3 separate regions of the Mus musculus genome follow, and all the other regions are linked to region 1. The links are chromatin contacts, called in public Hi-C and HiChIP or PLAC-seq maps. All regions are on one chromosome and are shown on one strand. Each heading gives the region's core, a stretch centred on a gene start, on an enhancer-like site or on the middle of the called end of the contact. The rest is flanking DNA. Distances are from core to core; before and after follow the strand shown. Region 1 has its middle 70 kb from the start of Cartpt. Region 2 overlaps Mrps27 (mitochondrial ribosomal protein S27). Region 3 overlaps Map1b (microtubule-associated protein 1B).

What was found. A called contact is a pair of places that touch in the nucleus more often than the background predicts. HiChIP or PLAC-seq counts read pairs in DNA pulled down with a chosen protein or histone mark.
Region 2: a contact with region 1 is called in a FOXA1 HiChIP or PLAC-seq map of pancreatic cancer cells. The contact joins two enhancer-like sites. A contact is called at or near these places in 5 of 484 Hi-C or Micro-C datasets (differentiating embryonic stem cells, embryonic stem cells, lateral ganglionic eminence and 2 more) and 7 of 115 datasets of contacts at active chromatin or transcription factors (the NIH/3T3 cell line, T-cell acute lymphoblastic leukemia, cardiomyocytes and 4 more).
Region 3: a Hi-C map of muscle stem cells shows a contact between it and region 1, with 2.9 times the contacts expected there. The contact joins two enhancer-like sites. A contact is called at or near these places in 1 of 39 promoter capture datasets (hippocampal neurons), 1 of 15 datasets of contacts at CTCF or cohesin (embryonic stem cells), 16 of 484 Hi-C or Micro-C datasets (the C2C12 cell line, the N1E-115 cell line, cerebellar granule neurons and 10 more), 24 of 115 datasets of contacts at active chromatin or transcription factors (SST interneurons, VIP interneurons, astrocytes and 14 more) and 3 of 9 other capture datasets (adipose tissue, embryonic stem cells and pancreatic islet).

Annotation. Positions count from the first base shown.
Region 1 is chr13:99,828,090-99,832,678 of GRCm38.p6, reverse strand. No RefSeq gene overlaps it. Among named protein-coding and RNA genes, the nearest start is that of Cartpt, 70 kb to the left of the region's middle. Within about 2 kb of position 2,313, at least 40 of the 459 cell types and tissues checked have an H3K27ac peak or open chromatin away from gene starts, as enhancers often do. A contact at or near this core is called in muscle stem cells and pancreatic cancer cells, where this site is marked.
Region 2 is chr13:99,394,079-99,398,667 of GRCm38.p6, reverse strand. All of the region lies in intron 4 of Mrps27 (mitochondrial ribosomal protein S27), which reads right to left. Among named protein-coding and RNA genes, the nearest start is that of 6430562O15Rik, 16 kb to the left of the region's middle. Within about 2 kb of position 2,782, at least 21 of the 459 cell types and tissues checked have an H3K27ac peak or open chromatin away from gene starts, as enhancers often do. A contact at or near this core is called in pancreatic cancer cells, where this site is marked.
Region 3 is chr13:99,439,571-99,444,159 of GRCm38.p6, reverse strand. Map1b (microtubule-associated protein 1B) reads left to right here. Exons shown (of 7, transcript NM_008634.2): 4 at 2,386-2,526. Among named protein-coding and RNA genes, the nearest start is that of 6430562O15Rik, 29 kb to the right of the region's middle. Within about 2 kb of position 2,354, at least 35 of the 459 cell types and tissues checked have an H3K27ac peak or open chromatin away from gene starts, as enhancers often do. A contact at or near this core is called in muscle stem cells, where this site is marked.

The sequences.
Region 1 (4,589 bases), core at 1,064-3,563:
AGAGGGCAATAAAAATGGCATCTAGAAGGAGTTTAGAATTAACAAGGACCAAGAGCTACAGAGCAGTGTAAGCAATAAGGGAAACCAAAACAAGAGAGGAGAAAAAAACAGACAAAAAACTGTGTTCCAAGATAGAGCATCATGAAACCAGGCTAAGGTCCCCAGGTAAGGTGGCAGCAATGAGTGACATCAACTGCCCGAGACGTAACAGAAAGCTCAGGTCTACATCAAGGGAGGGTCAGATTTGCAGAAGGGCTTTGTGAATTTACAACATGGAGATTAACAGGAAGAATCCTTTTCTCTGAAGTAGACAACATCAAAGCTTCTCTATTGATCTGGGGCAAATAATTACAGTGGCCCTGTAAGAAGAGTTGATGGACTCCCAACTACAAGTCCAGGTCTGATTTATGAAACCTCCCTTGTCTCCAGTACATGGCCTCAGGACACAGCAGCAACTAATAACATTTAATTAAAACACATAAAACAGAGCATCAATGACAGCATGTGTCAAAATCAATAAAATGCTAATTTCTAAAGATTGTACTTATAAAGAGTCCATGGGGTCAGTGGCAAGGTATTACACAACAAAGAGCCTTTGTGAGAGGCTAGCTTCTATTTTCTGGATCTGACATCTTGACCTGGAGATGCCCTGGTTCAAATCCCTCATTATTCAGAAGATGTACAGAGCTATAGCGAACAGAATTTTATAAAATAATTTGGGCAATAATCTAGGTTTTAGATTGACATTCTTCATTCCTCCAGTGAGCCCCAGTACTTAAAAATATTAAGTTATTGTTGCTATTATGACTATTACTATTATTATTCTGTATGAGTTATACATGGTACCACAGTGCATGTGGAGGTCAGAGGACGACTTTTTGGTGTCAGTCCATCCTCTATGGGAACTGAGGATTAGACTCTGCATCCGACTTCTGCAGAGGTCATCACACTTCTGCAGTAAGCTCTTTTACTGGGTGAAGCATCTTATCAGTGTCATCAAGAGGGATGCCTCAATCCCCTAGCTTAAGTTGATGGAGGGAATCTATTCAGAAGATATACATTTTCTTGTAATATACTCTCTTCCAAGATTGACTGTCTAAAGAAGTGCTTTTTAATTGGCAAGCTGAAGTGTGGTATTTCTAAGTAGAATTGCTTCATTGTGCCTTCGGGTCTCCTCCCAAAGCAATCCCAACTTTAGACTCGGAATCTACTTTCTCTTCCCAACACAAATTCTCATGGGGCAAGAAAGACTCTTCATGGTACAGATGAATCCATGTGGAACATAATTTAGTTCTTCAAGAACTGGAATTTTCTCCCTATCCAAATGAGACCACTTGGGTTAAGTGTTGGAAACCTGATTAGATTTTGTGGAGTTAGGATTTCCTGAGGTTTCCATCAGTTTGAAACACATGGTCTAAATTTTGGTCATGCAGTTCTAGAAATTGATTTTTCTTCTTCTTCTTCAAGAAGTTGCTTGGCACTGGTACCTTTAAGTCACATGAAAATGGGAGATGTTCCAAGTCTTAGTCACATCTGTACACTTTGGTGGAGTTTTATCAAATCACAGTGGTGAGTCACGTTTGGAGTGCAGAAGTGTGGAATGGAAATGATCACGGATGTTTAGACTTGAAAATGCCCAATTTCTAATTGGACTGAGTCAAAAATTACCTGGTTTTCCCTCCGCAAGTGCTAGAAAACAGGCTCCCTTCAGAGCAGCATGGCATGGGTCCCCACTTGTTTGTTTCTTTGCTGGAATTCTGGGAAGTAACTCTTTTTTTTAGTACTTTTTTTAAAAGATTTATTTATTTATTATATGTGTGTACACTGTAGCTGTCTTCAGATACTCTAGAAGAGGGCATCAGATTTTTGTTACGGATGGTTGTGAGCCACCATGTGGTTGCTGGGATTTGAACTCAGGACCTTTGGAAGAGCAGTCGGGGGATTTGAACTCAGGACCTTTGGAAGAGCAGTCGGTGCTCTTAACCGCTGAGCCATCTCACCAGCCCCGGGAAGTAACTCTTACAATGCAAAGTGAACAGCTACTATTGTGTTTAGAGTTGGTGAACTGATGAACATGGAAAACCAGGGAGTGTTCTACAGATCAGGTATAATCAGGATCTCTTCCACTTTCTGGGTAGAAGGGCATTGGGCTGCCAATCTTGTTCAAACAGGGAGTGACTAAAGGGCTTACTCTGCAGCCGAGCTTGCGTAAAAAAACTTCTTAGAGATTTATTTTGTACTAAGCATGAGTCATTTGTTCCCCAGAAAAACCCTGTAGTTGTTAGTGATTCTGTAGACTTCACTGATCTGAGTGTCAGCTGAGACACTCTAACTTTGTTCAGGCCATGAAGAAATAGAGTTGGAGCAAGCATAGTCTGACTCATAATCTGTGTGCTTGACTACTGGACGTCTCTACCTCTCAGCTGTGAGCATACTGTCTGTGACTTATATTTTGGGCCTCTCTGGAGAAACTAGTACAGATGTGGGCGGTACAGTTACTTGTGCTGGCTCATTTTTTTTTTAAATGTCAGTTTGACACAAACTAGAATCATTTTGGAAGAGGGAACCTCAACTGAGAAAATACCTCCACCAGATTGGCTTATGGGCAAGCATATGGTACATTTTCTTGGTTGCTGATTGATGTGAGAGGGCCCAACTCTCTGTGGGCAGTGCCACAGGCTTGTGGTTCTATTTCTATAAAAAAGCAATCTGAGCAACCCCAAATGAGCCAGCTTGTAAACAACACTCCTCCATGACCTGTGCATGAGTTTATGCATCCAGGTTCCTTCTTTGTGTTCCTACCCTGACTTCCTTAGATGTTGGATTATAAGGAATAAGCTGAAACAAACGTTTTCCTCCTTAGGCTGACTTTGTTTTGGTATTTTATCATAGCAATAGGAACTATAACTAAGATGCTTGTATAAAGGTTTTAGTTTCCAGTAATTACTGCAGAGTTTCCTGTGTAGCTGGAGACAGAATGACGCTAAGCAAATCTGCCAAGGCACTGAGAATCTGCTGGAGTTACTGCTGATAAAGGCAGGAAGAAGAGCTAAATGCCTATGCTCTGGTGCCTTGTGTTCGAACAACAGAACAGACCAGGTCTATTGGAAAAGTGGAATCTAGTTGCAAGGGAGCCTGCAGTAGAGACCTATATGGCCTATAGAGTAAAACCTATATTGAACTCAGAGGACACAAGAGTTCCTTGCTTAGGAATATTAGAAAGGCCAATTAAAACTATTCTTCTTTGTGACTAACAGTTTAAGTAGCCAAAAGAGACTGTATACTGAAAATAAACAATCAGTGGCTGAAAGAAAATCAGCTAATGAGATTTCAGTGTCTGGAGAGCTGGTGGGCATATAGGGTTGCAGGTCAACTTTGAGCATGAATGCCAAGTTAGGAGTTACAGGGGTTTAATCCTACTCAAGTTCGAGGAAAGTATTTGTGTCAGATTAACCAGGCTCTGAAGAGAGTTGATTAAAGAGAAAAATGCCAAATCACTTGAAAAAAAAAAGTTCTTAACTGTTGAAATAATACATGTTAATTATTTGAAAAGAACTTTATAAATAAATTCCTTCATTATACCAGGAATCCAGTTTAAGTGCTTATTGTGCATCAGATATGGGTAAGGCAGTTGAGATTCAACAAGAACAAGGTGGATAATCAGCTGCCCTTCAGATGCTCAAGTTTTAGCAGCAAGGGAGGTGGTGATATGGTAATATAATGATTGTGTGAAGCAGACAACTAATATGGGAGAACATAAGGCCTGTGGGGGAAAAATGGCACAAAATAAAGAGAAAAGAGAGCCGAGGTAATATGGAAGGGGCTGAGGTCTAACTGGAAAGGGTGGTTAGGGTAGATCTCTTTAGAAAGATGGCATAGAGAGAGGCTTTAGATACAGTCGGGTAGGATGTTAGACAGAGTCGGACCAGCACACCAGCTCTGGGGTGAGGAAACTCTTCCAAGGATCAAGTGAGCCAGGGAGACAGCACACAATGATGAGGTCAGAGAAGCAATGACTACAAGAACATGCAGAAAACAAGGGTCTCCTGCTGGAGGGTTTCCAGCAGTGATACAAGAGAACCTAGCTTTACATTTAAAAAATCTTATTCTAGCATCTACAAGGATTAGATTGTTGAGGGGAAGGGGAAAAGTAGTGAGACCAAAGAGGAGGCTCACACAGTAAGCCAAGTGAGAGAGGATGGCGGTTTCTGACACTTGGGTCAGGTTGGAAGTAGTGGAGACAGAAAGTAAGAGAGGTATTGTCATCTTGGAATATCTTGGTCAGAGCTGGCAGGATCACTGGCAGACATGTAGGCTATAAAAAGGAGAGAAAAAAGATGAACCAAGTCTTCTAGATAGAGCAACAGGGAGAAAGACGTTACCATCAATAGTGATGGGTATGACAGCATTACGGAGGGAGATATCAGTGGCTCAGTGGTGGGCGTGTTGAGATCAAGACCTTGAATGTAGATGTTGAGTAGGTAGTTGGATGTGTGGAGCTGGAGTGTGGGAGTGAGGCTAGGTTGGGTTGTTGGATTTGGACTGGGCTTTGATGGGGTTATCCAAAGAATAACAAATATCACCAAATC
Region 2 (4,589 bases), core at 1,533-4,032, 430 kb after region 1:
TCCAGTAAGGAAGGAGCAGGTTGGCTTCTGGCCAGCACGGCAGTCAGGAAAGGCAAAGAGAGAACACAAACCAACACACTGACTTCCAACCTGCCTGCAAACACACTGACTTTTGTTCTCTGCTCCACCCAGCAAACTGGCAGGTTATAGCCAGCCACTACACGATGTCCCCCTGCACCTGGTGCCACAGCTGAGGCCACATCTCAACAGATGTCACTACCACTGAAGCAGCGGGCTGCCAGGACCGGCAAACTGCGCAAATATAGAAAAGATGGACAACGCCGCTCAAATAACCCTGGCCCTGCTGTGCGCAGGGCAGTGGAAGGCAGCCTGCAGCTCAGCCTCTGTGGCTGTGCACTTCTTGGAGGAAGGAGGAACACAGGAGGGGATGGAAGGAGCATGCGCAGTCCAGCTCTCACTCTGACTCTATGGTTAGCACCCACGCAGAAGAGATCGCTGTCCCCAGTGCTAACTGGGGCTGTCAGAGCTTTCTAGAAGCCCAACCACGGGTAAGCCAACAGCAGGAGCTGAGACTCGTCCTCTCGGCCCAGCAGGTCTAAGCAGTATGGAACTGCCCAGCAGTATGGAACTGCTCAGCAGTATGGAACTGCCCAGCAGTATGGAACTGCCCAGCAGTATGGAACTGCCCAGCAGTATGGAACTGCCCAGCAGTATGGAACTGCCCAGCAGTATGGAACTGCCCAGCAGTATGGAACTGCTCAGTCACCTGGTTTACTGCTCACCCAAGGCTACAGCACCAAGAGGCAGAGAGCAGAATCACGGCTTGTCAGTCAGACAGGGGTCCAAAAGCCTAGGTCACCTTTGATTTCTTAGAAGGTAAGGGAAGTCACTTAGAAGAGATCATCAAAAGGGAAAGGAAAAGGAAAAGGAGAAGGAGGAGGAGGAGGAGGAGGAGGAGGAAAAGGAAAAAGAAAAAGACCAGAGTGCGACTTTATAGTTATTTATGACCAACTGAATCATTTAATCAAAAACAACAAAACAGTGGGCTCTGGCTGTCCTTCCACAGGCATCAAATGACTCATTATCTTACAATGGCAAAGCGGCCACCCTCACCAGTCTTTAGGATCAACTACAAATGCTGCAGGCCTAAAGCACGGTGCCGGGGCCCACAGCCCTGCAGCAGCTAACACTTAGCTACAGCACAGGCTCTGCACACGGATGAGCAGGCTTTCCACATGGTTTCCCTGATTCTATGAGCCACCAGCCAAGCCTAGGCATACACACACTTGCCAGTTCCCAGTAGGTTCTGTATTCTGTGGCAACAGGCATTCCAGATGGGACTCTCGGCCTCTAAGTGAGGCAGACGTGGAGGAGGGGCAGTAGAGAAGGCTGCCAAGGAGAAGATTCGGCCAGTTCCATGGACTGTGGTGTGGAGTGTGAATCAATTCATAATGCCAAGCTTGCAGTTATCAAAAGGATCAAGCACTTCCACTAAAAGCTAGTGTGTGACTGACCCACTGATTCAGTTGTCACTGCCCTCTTTCTTATCCTAAAAAGGCAATTAGAAAGATAATTACTTTCTTTTCTATCCTGCAGGAAATTCTGCTTTCAGAATTGTTAATTTCAGAATTCACAATCTTCGATGATTCTTTCAGTTATCACAAATACAAAATGGAAATATCACTACTACAGATTAAAATTCCTTTGTTGCTTGAGATCCCACATTTTATGCTTATGGAAGTTTCAGTTAATTTAACTTTCAATAAACATATGGTGAAGCTCTATTAAATGAATGTACTATGTTTTAAAAGATGTCTCCCTATCCCATTACCAAAGGCTAATACAAAGCCTGGACGTGAACACCTACAATTTACTAGCTACCCCTAGTAGATGAAATAAATGTAAGTGATTAGATATCTAGGTGGGTTTCTGAGTTGGGTTTACAGAGCTGTGATGCTCGAAGCCTGAAGTTCCAATCTTTCATTACCACTGTAACCTGACAGATGACACCACAATGAAGACACAAGTGACTTCCATTATCTGAGAAGTCACCTTTGCAGTATATAAGAGAAAAAAGTCCCCTTTGCAGTATAAAACACCGTGAGAGGAAGGCTCTGATGGCAAATGGGACCTGGGTCACTATAGTGTAGGTTGCAGATCTACATTTCTAAATCCAGGAGACAGATAACACACCCATGAAAAGACTATCCATCAGTAGTGGCCCTGTGTGAGGTACAATGACCCAAATTCCACCCCTGCTGGTCTAACAATACCTCTAACTCTAGTCTGGACATAAAACCTCCCCTCGCCTCCCCCACCCCCCGCCCAATACAGAAAAATATTAACTGTAGTCAGACTGTGTGCTACTTCGGCTCCTTCTTTCATGAGACCTAAGGGAGCCATTCAGAACAAAGTCTGTTGTTCTTTGATACTGAGTTTATCTGCTTCCAAAAGTCAGTGTGATTGACCAGACCAGGGAATTATGGGGAGAGAAAAAAAAATATTTATGCTGTGATTACTGATGCTCTTGATGGTGTCCCCAAAGAAGAAACACTTCTGTCTCTTTGGCCATCAATTGGAATTGCACCAGGAACCACTCTGGAGACTGTTACACAGGCCTGCTCACAGGTTAGCTTTAAGTACCCTGGAAGCCTGAGGGGGAAGCTAAAAGGAGAGGGTTTCTGGGTAGGTGAGGCAGCAAGCTAAGGAAAACTGGATCCTGGAACTAATCTTTATAAAAGCAAAGGGCTCTAGACAAACACTACAAAGTCAAGAAAGGTGGAACTAAGGCAGGAAACCCACACACTGATTAGTCATGGCTACACAGGAATAACTCTGAGGAAGGGGAAGGGAGACAGAAGGCAAAGAAAGTCAGCAGGATTAGCGGTCTGACTGACTGGAGAGAGGTCAGTGTTTCCAGAGACTCTCAAGCAGGCAGGGTCTGTGTGCCGCAGCGGAGGAGGAGATGAGGCACACGGTTGCAATGGCACAGAAGCCGGCGCGGGCGGGCAGACCTGACGTGGCTGCGGGGGATTACAGATGTCTTCGGCCATTTCTGAGGGGGAGAAGGTTCAGCACTAATCTGGGTTTCTTAAGAACCTGACTTTTTTCTCTCAGATACAGAAGAAAAGCATCTCTCAGAGCTCGCAGCATACTGATTCTCCCAGGGTGTAGCAGAGCCAAATCCCTGAGGATTTATTTTCCTCTAGCATGAAAGGAAGACTGGACTCGTTTTCAGCCTCACTATCCAGTCAGAGTCACACTATTTTTGTAACTACCAACCTCTCCTATTTCCCCCAATAAACTTTTAGCCCCCCCCCCCACTAAGCTCTTAGGCTCCCCCTCAACACACACAAAGCTCTTAGGCACCTCTCTCTCTTTCTCTCTCTCTTTCTCTCTCTCTCTCTCTCTCTCTCTCTCTCTCTCTCTCACACACACACACACACACTAAACTCTAAGGCTCTTTCACAGGCAGGAGACATGTCATCTCTTACTGCAAAGTCTTAGGTACTTAAGGATGTGGCGACAGTGGCTAGGCACACTAGGGTTTACCAATGCAAATATATATGCTGACACCTGTGAACATTGTGCGTATGGAAACAGCCTCCACTGCCATTTGTGAACATTGTGCGTATGGAAACAGCCTCCACTGCCATTTGTGAACATTGTGCATATGGAAACAGCCTCCTCGGACAGTTTTGAGTACCATCCTGCCTATAGTCAGCTGAAGCCAGGAGGAAACACTGCCTTTTTCCTACAAAGCAGGAGGAGATCCCCCTCGTGGCAGAGGAAGCACAGTAACAGGAAAACCACCCTTCCTTCTTCCTTCCTCCTTCCTCCCCTACTGCTTCCTTTGCACAATCCACAGAAGAAGGGTGACAGGATTCTGCCTTAGGGAACAGAGGTGCTGGCAGGGATGAACCAAAAGGAATGCTGGCAGAAGACAGGGTTCAAGGGTTCAAAGAACCCTCTTAAACTTTTAATCAAAACCACTCAGGCTCTTTGACACTGAACAATGCTTTAAAAGGGCTTTCCCTGGAACAAAAAGAAGAAATCACACCCAAAAGAAGTAGATGGAGAGAAATAATCAAACTCAGAGCTGAAATCAATAAAGTAGAAACAAACAAAACAAAAAACCCAAAGAATCGATGAAATAAAGAGTTGGGATTTTTTTGAAAAAAAAAAATCAATAAAATTAACAACTCTTATTCAAATTAACTAATAAGAGAGAGAATATCCAAATTAAAAAAAAAAAAGAAATGAAAAGGGGACATAACAACAGACACAGAAATCCAGAGAATCTTTTTTTTTTTTTTTTTTTTTGGTTTTTCGAGACAGGGTTTCTCTGTGCATCCCTGGCTGTCCTGGAACTCACTCTTTAGACCAGGCTGGCCTCAAACTCAGAAATCCGCCTGCCTCTGCCTCCCGAGTGCTGGGATTAAAGGTGTGCGCCACTACCGCCCAACTAGAAATGCAGAGAATCTTAAGGGCGCACGTTAAAACTGTTTTACCGGCGGCAGCGATCTACTGTATAAACGAACTGAAAGACAAAAACACAGGATCACCTCATTAGATACTGAAATGCCTTTCACAAAGTCCAACACTCCTTCATAATAAAATTCCTGGAG
Region 3 (4,589 bases), core at 1,105-3,604, 390 kb after region 1:
GATCAAAGGGGCTAGATAGGTGGGGGAGTTGGAGAGAGATGTACAAGGGGTAAGTCCCAGGTCCTAGGCTTCCTCGATGCCCAGAGCCTGCTTCTCTGCATCTAGTATCATAGCACCAGCTCACCAGAAGCCTCTTTCAATTAAGGACACAAGCGAACAGTGCCAGCTGGAAGCATGTTTGTTGAGGGGTGTAGAATGGGGGGTATGCACTGGGTATGTTGTTGCCAGGATGCAGAGCAAGAATGTAGCAGAGGAAATAGACGGCAAGCTCCAGGCTGGCACATACAGGGATGGAACTCAGAGACGACGAGCATCCCAATAGCATCCCTGTTCAGAGAGATCCAGGCCAGCACTAGCTACCCTTGGAAGGCAGGCCAGCCTCAGAAACATGGTCTCTAGCCCAGGTCAAATCACCTGGTTTCATCATCCAAGGTCGGTCAAGTTATCTTACTGCTTCGGTTTGCCCCTCCCTGTGAAGGAGATCATAATAGCCCCTGAATTTAATGCTCCTATGTAATGCTCTCTGAAGTGCTCAGGGCTTAGAAGAAGTGTGGCACATAGTGACTAAGATGTACATGCTGGCTCCTGCTGCTGTATCATTAGCATCACATGAGAATACTTACTACTAGAGAGAGTAATTGGCAATTTCAGGACCCACCCTGACATAAGAATTTGGAGGAAGCCAAGAGAATCTCTGGTCCCCTCAGGCCAAGCGTTGATAGAGCTCCTCTTCCACCTCCTCTGAGATAGAGTTGCTTCCTGAGCATTAAGGACCAAAGGCCCTGGCAACATCCTAGCCTAGGCTGTGTGTGTCTTCTGCCGGTGTCTTAGCAACTCTGACTATTCAGGTTTTCAAATTGGGATGTAATTCATGAACCATAGACTCATTCACTGAAAGTGTGTAGTTTTGTGGGTGTTTTTTTTTTAAGAATTATTATAAAAATGAGCAGTTTAACTCCAAAACATGCCTGTCACTCCCCAAAATTTCCTAAACCCATTAGCAGTTATCCCACTGCCCCTTAGCTTCTGACAATCCCTATTTTCTCTCTCCAGATTTTTTCCTGTCTTAGACATTTCATACAAATGGCATCATACAACATGTGGCCTCTTTTGTGGAGCTTAACTTAGCTTAGTGGCGTCATGATCTAGTCCAAGTGTAGCACGTTGGTCCCGCACTCCTTTCGACCATTGTGTGGCATCCTTTTGTAGACATCTGATAACTCATTTCTTAGTTTCTGCCACTTTCGTTGCTTTCGGTTTGGGGCTATCGTAATCGGGCCTGTTTTGACCTACTTCTGCGTGCAAAAGCTCTGACAATCCAATTAGGCATGAAGTCACAGAAAACCCAGGGGCACTTTCTGTCACCCAGAAGCCGGAGGGCTAGTATGTACCCAGGTAGACTGCCTAGCTGTGAAACAGGAGTTTTGTTTTGTTTTTTGTTTTTTGGTTGTTTTTTGTTTGTTTAAAAGCTTTTGTTGGAAGTATCAAGCTACTTTGTGGGCCACATGAGCCTGAGACAACTGCTTAGGTATGCATGCTTTTCTATGAGTGTGGCCTGTGGGGTTCATGGGCAGGGGTCATGGCCTGTTTAGTTTTGAATTTTCCCTGGTGCAGAACATGATGCAGGGCACGTAGTGTGTGCTAAACATTCATGAACTGAATTCAGAACCTTGGTTCAGAGGGTAGTGCTCCCGCAGAGGACAACTGGCCCCCCTCCCCCACCTCCCTGCCAGCAAAGGTTCTTTTGCGTAAGTTATTTTCAATTCAGTTTCTCAGATCGCCACTCAAGGGTCGCCTTTTCTTCTGTCCCCTGTCCCGTCAAGCTTCTTGATGCAAACGCTGCAGTCTGCATTTGTCATGGTGTGCTTGCTCTGGAAGGACTGCAAGAAAGGAATCCTGGGTAGGAACTTGAGGCCTGCTTGGAAACATGTCTTTTCTGAAGCTAGCTGGGTGACCTGGATTGGCATAGCCACAAGTCTCACCTGGCCTCATAGGCTGCAGGCTGCAGGCTGCTAGTAGATTCTTTATAACAGCTGTGGAACAAATGCTTGCCAGCTGTGAAGACCACTTTGAAAAGAGGAGGAGACTCAGGGAGAAAGTCAATAATACCCTGCTGTTTTGGGTTGAAGTAAAACTCTCAACACGGGATTCACTGGCACACTAATAACCACGATGATTAATTTTAGGAATAACTTACAGGCAGGGCTCTGTCCAGCACTCCCTGCCCCCACTCTCAGCTGAAGTAATTAGACACTCGGAATGAACGCGTTTGGTTGGCAGTAAGCTTCAGGCACAGTCATAGTGCCTGGGACTTGGGGGCGGGGAAGGGGACAGCTCGCTCTTACTCCGCACCCTCCCTTACTCTGTGCCTTCGCTGTGTTTCAGGTGCGTTTGATGATCACTGACGCTGCCCGCCATAAACTGCTGGTGCTCACCGGACAGTGCTTTGAGAACACTGGCGAGCTCATCCTGCAGTCTGGCTCTTTCTCCTTCCAGAACTTCATAGAGATTTTCACAGATCAAGAGGTGGGTTCCGGGCATCGTGTCTGGGCTATTGCTTGGATGTGTGGGGGAAGGTAGTAGGAGGGGCCTCTTTGAAATAAGCAAAACTATGGCCCAAAATTGCTTAGGCCTGGGATTGATCACTATTACGATCGATGGATGAGTGCAACCTCGGCCATTGTGCTGGAGGAGACGTCGGTGGGCACTGTGAGTGCATTTGGAATGGTCGTCATTAACGGATGGCAGAAGTGCTAGCGACACTAGAACCGACCGAACTCCAGGAGAAACACAGCTTTCCTGCTTTCTCAGAGATTTTTCCACAGATCTCTTGGACTTCAGCAGGATGAGAAGCTGGGGTGGGGTCCGGCCGGAGTGGACTGAGAGATGCACTTCCGGGAGCTACTGCAGTCAGAGCTGTCTCCCTGAGATGGCAGGCTTGGTGTGTCGTGTACTGGGAAGGACCATGTGTCTCCCAGCCTTCAGTCGTCCTCAGCCCCACGCTTCACAGAGAGGTCTCATGGCTTGGCCTCTCACAAACTGTCCGGCTTCATTCGGTTTCACCTAGAGGCCTTAGGAAAACCCTGGAGAGATGACACACCAGTTTTCCCTCTCCGCACGGAGACATAGGTCAGGGAGACAGCATGGAAGTGTGAAAAGGGACATTTCTATTCAGTGTGTGGAGCCCCAGTTTGTTCAGAGGGTGTGAGGTCATCTATATCTGGAGGCACATAGCACCAGCTCACCAGAGTGAGAAAGATCCCTGGCTGGCAAGTGGCTCCTTGCTCGGAGGCCTCTGTGCACACTCACAGCTAGCCTGTCTTCCCACTTTAAGGTGGAAGCTTTGCCTGTGTCTTTCTCTAGAGCTGGGCTTCCTCCACCCCCAGGGCTAAGCCAAATGCCCTGCTGTATCACAGCCACATTGCTCAATTGCCCTGAAATGCCAGGGAAAGAGCTATGATTTACCCTGGTGGGACTGCTGGGAAACTGTTGAATAGTCAATCAAATACCAGTTATTTTTCAAAATCTGTTCTTAGATCATGTGCTATAACAGGTACTTGGGCTTTTGTCTGGCATTCCAGATGTCAGCATCTTGTCCAAGGGATGGGATTGAGTTGTAGTGGCCAATCTCATGTAGGGTGGTTAAGTGATACAGCTGGTAAGATCAGCTCAGCCCTCAGCCTTTGGTTCATTTGCATGCACGTGGGTGCTTTCCCGAACTCCTGTACAGTTCTGTAGCTCCTTTGCCAAATAAAGGAAATGTGTAAGAAAAAGCATTTTCTCATTGCCAAGACTTTACACAAGGAGGTATCCATATGCCATTCATCTGGGCCCTAAGTAATCCCCTCTCTGAGAATGAAGAATGGTTTTATGAAGTTGCCACTTAAATCACTTTTTAAAGACCTAGCAATGGAATTTTTGTACAGTGGGCTGTGCGTGTGCCCAACTTTACCATTAATTACGAAGAAAAAGAAAGCCTTATCTAAAGACTTCAAGTTCTGTAGAAGGGACAGCGTCTCCAGGTTTGTAATCATAAATGTGGGTTCTGAGTGGCTTACACATTATTACATCCAGCAGCCACCACCGATGCCATGGACAGTCATATTCTCCTCTCCTACCCCACCTTCTCCAGAGGAAGCCATGCTCAGTGCACGTGAAAGGCTCGCCACAGTTTTAATAGACTAGATCAGGGTGGTGGGGTGGTGGGGTGGCAGGAAGTGGGGAAGGTAGAATTCGTGGCTACCCCCTGCCAAACCGAGGAACTCAGCCTATATTTCTTTTACCTAAATATTGAAGAAAGGTTGCTACAGCTAAAGTAGATTGAAAATTACTAGACTAGGGGCTGGAGAGGTGGTGCAGTGGTTAAGAGAACCAGCTACTCGTCCAGAGACCCGGGTTTGATTCCCAGCACCACCATGGCAGTTCACAACTTTCTGTGACTCCAGTGTCAGGGGACCCCACAACTTCTTCTTGCCTCCAAGGGCACTGGATCCATGTACTATACAGACATACACGCGGGCACAGTTAATAAAAATGTTTAAAAATCAGTAGAGTAGACCGATGGATACTCAGGTTTGGAGCTGTGGTTA